Linked DNA regions of Mus musculus: region 2 is linked to region 1. The links are chromatin contacts, called in public HiCAR-type maps. All regions are on one chromosome and are shown on one strand. The core of a region is the stretch at or near the end of the contact, and the rest is flanking DNA. Distances in the headings are between cores, read along the strand shown. Region 1 holds the start of Hexb (hexosaminidase B). Region 2 holds the start of Mccc2 (methylcrotonoyl-Coenzyme A carboxylase 2 (beta)).

Region 1 (3,560 bases), core at 620-3,119:
TGTGACATTGAGCTTCTTGACTGGGGTTGGGATTTTATTAGGATAGACATGCATTTTCCTGTAAGGAGCTGGCCCTGAGCCCTTGTTTACACCATGTGCTCTCTCAAGTGCATGCCCTAGCAAAACATCAAGCAGGTTCTCATTTACACAAGGAAAAAAGAGGATCCAGACAAACCCAAACCACACAGGCACAGCAAGCAGTGCAAAAGAGAGCTGCCAGAAAAGTCTTTGTAAACATCCAGTGTAGAAAATGAAGCTAGAAGAGGAAACCTGGATGGTAGTTCTAAGAGAGGGGAAGAGACAGGGGTCTGGTGATATCGATTGTGTCTAGATGTGTTTATCTCCAAATACTACATACAGAGGCCTGTCACAAATTACTGTGTAAGTTGCCCTCATTATAAGTGGAATATTATTATTCCTTCTTTTATTTATCTAGGGGTGGTTATACTAGATATAATTCGGGTTATATTTCTGTGCTCTTGTAGGATACAACCCAATTTTTGAACTACTTAGCAGTCTTCTTTTTTTTTAAAAAAATTTTTTTTTCCTGTGTGTGTATTAGTCAGGGTTCTTTAGAGTCACAGAACTTATAGAATGTCTCCAAATATTAAGGGAATTTACTGTGATGACTTACAGCCTGTAGTCCAACTAACCCAACAATGGTCAGCTGTGAATAGGAAGTCCAAGAGTCTAGTAGCTGCTCAGGCCCACGAGGCTCATTGTTTCAGCTGGTCTTCTGCAGAAGTAGGTTCTAACAGATGTGTTGGCAACTAAGTGCAAGCAGGCGAAGAATGAATCCTCCTTCTTCCAAAGTCCTTATGTAGGCCTCAGCAGAAGGTGTGGCCCAGATTATAAGGTAAATACCAACAGGCTTGGATCTGGGACTTGCTTTGTTCCAGGCTGACCTTGAACTCAAAGCTCTCCTTGCCTCATTCTCCTGGGATTAAAGGTGTGTCCTACCTAGCCTGGGCCTAAGCTTTTCATGGCCACTATGTCTCAAGATCTCTGTGTCAAGATCTAGGTCAGAATCTTGTGTCTCCCAGCCTCAAGATCTGGATCACAGGTGAGCCCTCTAATTCTAGATTGTAGTTCATTCCAGATATAGACAAGATGACAACCGGGAATAGCCCCCACAATGTGTATGGGTGTTTTATCTGTATGTACATCTGTGTACCACATGCGTGCCTGGTAACCTCAGAGGCCAGAAGGGTGAAGTATTCCCTGGGACTGGAGTTATTGGCAGTTGTGAGCCACCAAGTGGGTGCTGGAAATTGACCCCCCCCCCCGGTTCTTTTTGAGAACAGAGTTCTTAACTGCTGAGCCATCTCTCCAGCAATCTTCTAGCATCTATTTACTTACTAAGTTGCCTTCCTGTGATTAGACATACTGTAATCTCTGATTACACATATGCACGTTCGCCCTAGCTAATCGTTATAAAGGTCCTTGGAAAACTATACATCGACATTAATCTCCACTACAGAAATATTCTCTTTGTATCACTTTAATATTTATGTAGTCCATCGCGTCTATCCCAAGTTTTAAATGCTCCCCCTATCTATTTTTTTTTCCATGCATAAATTTTAACCTCCCATTACTTCCAAAGTCAACTCCTGGGAATTCTGACTCGGGAGGTTTTATCAATCAGAGTCCACCACCGTCAGATTTAGTGACAAAAACACTACCTGAAGAGTGGAGGAAGAGACAGGTCTTGCCTGTCAGTGGGCTGCACAAACAAGTTCCTCAGGCGTGACAGGCGTGAGCCACACCCCAGCATCCCGGCTAGAGCGCGACCGCCTCTGCACCGAGCCTGCCCCCAATTTCCGGGCCAATCCCCTCTCGGAGGCGGAGCCCGGGCGGGGAGCTCGGTCATCTGACTTGGTGACCCGGGCACGGATGCTTTCTTCCCAGCGACCCAGACTGGAAGGTTGGTCCAAAGACTGCCTAGCCAGACTCGCGGAGCAGTCATGCCGCAGTCCCCGCGTAGCGCCCCCGGGCTGCTGCTGCTGCAGGCGCTGGTGTCGCTAGTGTCGCTGGCCCTAGTGGCCCCGGCCCGACTGCAACCTGCGCTATGGCCCTTCCCGCGCTCGGTGCAGATGTTCCCGCGGCTGTTGTACATCTCCGCGGAGGACTTCAGCATCGACCACAGTCCCAATTCCACAGCGGGCCCTTCCTGCTCGCTGCTACAGGAGGCGTTTCGGCGGTGAGCAGCCCCACCCAGCGGGGAGGGGACCTTGGGCACAGAGAAGGATCGCCGGGCTACTTGGGTCTCACAGGACTGGAAGACAGCATGACTAGCCAGTCTAACTTAGGTCCAAACTTTGCAGACTGAAGCCCAAGACTTGACCTGTTCATGCTTCTTCTTTCGCGCCCTAGGTGCTCAGGGACCCTACTTAGGATGGGTTCCGAATAACAACGGCCGGGCGTGGTGGCGCACGCCTTTAATCCCAGCACTCGGGAGGCAGAGGCAGGTGGATTTCTGAGTTCGAGGCCAACCTGGTCTACAGAGTGAGTTCCAGGACAGCCAGGGCTATACAGAGAAACCCTGTCTCCAAAAACCAAAACAAAACAGAATAACAATGGAACCCGTGACTCTGCTGGAGTCAGTTTGTTGGGCCTCAGATGGGCAGTTGAGATGACTCCAAAGATAGGGAGGGAACAAGGTCCTAGCCTGCAGAGTGAACCTCCTCTGAGTGCATCCTTAGATACGGATCTTTTAAGGGCCCTAGGTATCCCCAGTGTCGCTTTCAGCTCCGTATGTGGCAACAATTCAGATATCTTTAGTCTCTTCAGTTTTTTTTTCGTTAAGTGTATATGACTGCATGAATTTATGTGTACCGCATGTGTGGAGATACCTGCAGATGCCCAGGGCATGAAATTTTGGAGTGAGCCCCTAATGCGGGTGCTGAGAGCCGAACCTGGGTCCTCTGTAAGAGAGTAAGAGTTCTAAACCTCTGAGCTCTGGGGTGGTAGTCAGGGGAATGGGGGAAACCTTAAGTTGAAACTTTATAGGAGACCTCCCCCTTCCGAGCTATGTTCCATACCTAATAATGTTAGGTATTCAAATGTTAGTCTTTCCAAATGGCCTTTCAAGTGGCTCTTAAGTAACATCTGCTTTTCTTCTTGTTTTCCCAACACTTGGCAGTAGTTGCTCTGTCTTCCTCTCTAATAGGTTTCCTAAAAACCCTTGCCTCATTTAGCACTTAACTGTCAAGCCGGGCATTCTCTGGGCACAGAGTGCCAGCCATAGGTAGGCACCCTTGCCAAGAACAGGGGCTGTGCTAACCTTATTGGTTGCAGGGTAGATTGTATTTGGGACGGTATTTGAATGGGATCCCCCCTCTGCCCTCTCGATTTGAGACCTGGGCGGAAGGGTCTGCCCCCTGGGAACTGTAATTTGGTGCTAGCTGTGTCGCCTGCTTTCACTTCTTCTCTGTGTCTGGTGCATATAGCTATAACTTGATTTTGCCTGCAGGACACCAAACAGCTGACCAGGGAATGCAAAACAAAGTTAAGGGTGGGTGTTTTAGGCTCTTTGCTGTGGAAGGTTCAGTGGAAGAGGC
Region 2 (3,633 bases), core at 739-3,238, 2.8 Mb before region 1:
TTCCTCCCCTACACACAAGCTTTGTTTTCTATATAAGGAAAGAAATTGAAGCTTTAGTCTCAGGAATAAAAAAAACAATTTTGACTTCTCTCCTCAGCTACGTGTCTCTATGCTCTTAAGCCACCCTCTCACAAGCATGGGTCAGGTGATGTGGGCAGTTTGTAAAAGACCTCAGCTGTAAGGGCCTTTTTCCTGGCCTCTGGGCAACTGCACTCAGGTGCATATGTGTGTACAGTCCCTCGGGCATACACATCATTACAAGTACACTTTAACACCCTAACACTTCAATCCCAAGTATTCAGCCTAGCCTACAAACATGGGCACCATTACACAGACTCAGCAGCCCGCGTCGTGTAGTTATTCCCACCCGTGTATATATTTAAGGAATAAGCCATGAATTTGAGAGGCACCTGGATAGCAGTGGGAACTCTCGGGACCGGTAGGAGGGTCAAAGGTAAACAGTTTTAACTAAGTGAAAAGCAGAGGAAACATTTTGGGCACTTTTGCTTAGTCCACACTGCCTGCACACTCACTGTGTAGCCCGGGCTAAGGTTGAGCTGCTGATCCTCTTAATTGACCTTTTGAGTGCTGGAGTTGCTAGGAAATTATTTTCTTTTAGCCTCGTTGCCAGGAATAAATGTTTCGTTCAGCTCAAATGCTCTGCTTTGGTTTGTTTTCTTTTACATTTCTTGGATGCCATGTGAATCTTTAAGTTATTTTCCACATTACAAGATCTTATTTGGGGTCGGCTTGTAGCAAGATAGAATGCTTATGTCATGGTGAACTCACTTTGATTTGACTTAGGCCTTCGTTTTTCTTAGATTTTAAAAAAGCTGGCCATTTCTGGAGCTAGGGAGGGCTCAGTGGGTAAAAGCACTGGGTTGAGCAGGGGCAGAAGGATCAGAGGTTTCTAGCTGCACACCTCGCTGCAAGTTCAGTGAGAGACTTGGTTTCAAAGGAATAAGGCAGAGTAATGGCTTGATACTGACATTCTCCAGCTTCCATGTGTCCATGTGTGCTTCTGTACACACACCGTACCCACGTCTGTACACACAAAGTGCCACTCCTTCTAAATTAGCACCATTTAATATAGTAGGCATGTTTCACCTACTCTCTCTCTCCTCTGTGTGCATGTGCGCGCGCGCACACACACACACACCTAGAGCCTTTTGCATTCTAGGCAAGCGTTCTACCACTCAGCCCAACACTATTTGTATGATGACATTGTCTTCAAGATTCATGTTAAAACAGTTGGTTTCAGACAATGTCTCATTTTGTTGCCCACCCTAGCCTCTAAATTCTTCACTTAGTAGTCTGTGGACTCTTCACTTAGTAAGCTACAGAAACTTTGACAAGCCTTCTATCAATTGGTTTACCATAGTTTTCTGTGGGTCGGGCTTCTTTCTTGAAGCTGCAGAGTGGTAGAGTCTATGGTCCCCAAGGGAGACAGAGCGACCAAGCCTGGCTCCCATCTTAGTTATGTGTTTCTACCCAATCTGGCTTTTATTCGGGTGCTATTCTCCTACAGCATCTTTCCTCCTAGGGCACAGCCGACCCTCTCCTTAGCCTGTTCATCTTTCTGATGCTCCTGGCGCTTTTACTTTGCTCATGCTGTAGTAACACGTAAGCATTCAATAAAGTGTGCGAGTCAAAACAAAACAAAACAACACTAAGGCACTTCGCAGAGTGTTTTTAATCCTTATTGGTGTGAAGATCCCAGTACTGATGTCTACAATCTGTCACATTCTAAAAATGATCAGGTGTGCTGAAGCTCTGCAGTACATGGGCTAGAGGCGGGTGCATGCTTGTGACAAACGCTTCGGCAGGACAGCAGCCACTTATCTGTTCGCTCTACTCGGCCCAGTGTTCCTGGGCTCGCGATGGAACCTGGACTCGCGCAGCTGCTCTTCTGCGCCTCATTGGCGGAGTAGAGAGGCGTGGCGCGCAGCGCCGACCAATTGGAGGTGGTCTGCGATGGCACGTGTGCGGGGCTGGCCTGGGAGCTGATGGACCAGGGCTGGTGCTGCAAGGACTCTGGAGGAGCAGCCCCCAGGAGCTGCAGAACCGAGCTGCAGGGCCGCTCTCTTTCTCTTTTGGGTGTTTGCCATCGCCATGTGGGGCGCGCTGAGGTCAGCTCTGCGACCGTGCTGTCGGGCTGCTGTACCCCCGCAGCGTGCCTATCACGGGGACTCAGTGGCCCGACTGGGCACCCAGCCTGACTCGGCCTCCTCCACCTACCAGGTAGGTTGAGCGAGCGTCCTGGAGGCCTGTTCGCCTTCCTGCCCCGGAGTCATCGGAGGCCAGAGGGTGGGCATGCTTGGATCTCTGCTGTTCTTTCCTTTGCAGCTTCAGGCGTCATTCTGGGACTCAGTAGGGTCCTGTGAAGTTTGCAGAAGGAAGTCGTTCCAGTGAGATTTTAGTTCACTTTTAGGACTGGTACTGGCATTTTGTGTCACTCAAATCAGTGGTTCTCAAAACCCCACAAAGCATTGTCGCTTGGACAACTTACAAATGCCCGAGACCGGTTTGGCAACTTTGTAATCACGAAGTTGTGGTCCTCGTGTTTGCATGGCTGGGTATATTCTTTAGCGGTCTTGTGGCAGCCACCTTTAGGAACTACCATAGCACGATAGTTTACACTCTTCCGCTTAATAGTTATATTAACAATACACAGCTCACAATGTCTTTACATAGCTTTTCTTGGGACTGAGTGGCTTCCCCTGGCCAAAGAAGCAACTCATAATTTGTGAAGTATCAAAGCTGGAACATTTAAATCTGTTTCATGGCCTCTACAGATAACGTCTGAATTATTCATAGAACCAGCAGTTATTTGCCAGGGAAGAAGTTAACTTAGTTAAGCACTAAGTTGTTTGTGCGGTATTTTAAGTATTTGGCCTGGATGTGTAGGAATGAAAGTCATTTGGGGCTGGGAAACGTTAACTAGAAATCAGATAGCTGTGCGGCTGTGTGGTAAGAGGTGTCCTAGCCCTGAAGGGCTGAAGGCACCTAGAGCACACAGAGCAGAAGCAGGTGGATCTTTGTGAGGTTCGGTCCACCTTGATCAACAAAGCCAGTTCCTGGACAGCCAAAGTTACAAAATAACTTCTCAAAAAAACTACCACCACCACTACAACAAAATACAACTACTATATACTAATTGTACAAAGTAATAAATACACTTCACTATATGTACATACATGACTCTCTTATCTCCTCTCCACTCTTTTGCTGTCTCCTTTTCTCTTTCCAAGTAGTCCTTATACTTTCATGTCCCTAAATTGTACATCTAACCTAGATTCTGCATGTGAGAGAAAATGTGGTATTTGTTTCCCTGCCTCCCTACTGTGATGATCTCTAGTTCCAACCATTTCCTTGAACATAGCTATTTTATTATTTTTAGGACTATCTTGTTTAGTTTTGACAGTTTCATACAGAAATACAGTGTATCTTTTTGTCTGTTTTGAGGCAGGGATTTTTATTTTCCTGAGTAGCCCTGGCTGTCCTGGCTTTGTAGATCAGCTCTGTAGACCAAGCTGAGCATGGTCATCACCTGCCTCTGCTTCTGTGGTTTAAGGCGTGTGCTACCACGCCCAGCTGGTGTATCTCGATGTTATCTGTTCCCAGTTCCCCTTC

The links. HiCAR-type assays count read pairs that join an accessible place to other places.
Region 2: a contact with region 1 is called in a HiCAR-type map of astrocytes, with 2.7 times the contacts expected there. The contact joins the promoter of Mccc2 here to the promoter of Hexb in region 1. A contact is called at or near these places in 1 of 39 promoter capture datasets (liver) and 1 of 115 datasets of contacts at active chromatin or transcription factors (astrocytes).

The regions. Positions count from the first base shown.
Region 1 is chr13:97,196,666-97,200,225 of GRCm38.p6, reverse strand. Hexb (hexosaminidase B) reads left to right here and starts at 1,869. Exons shown (of 14, transcript NM_010422.2): 1 at 1,869-2,200. The coding sequence starts at 1,965.
Region 2 is chr13:100,013,994-100,017,626 of GRCm38.p6, reverse strand. It overlaps Mccc2 (methylcrotonoyl-Coenzyme A carboxylase 2 (beta)), which reads left to right and starts at 1,988. Exons shown (of 17, transcript NM_030026.2): 1 at 1,988-2,241. The coding sequence starts at 2,113.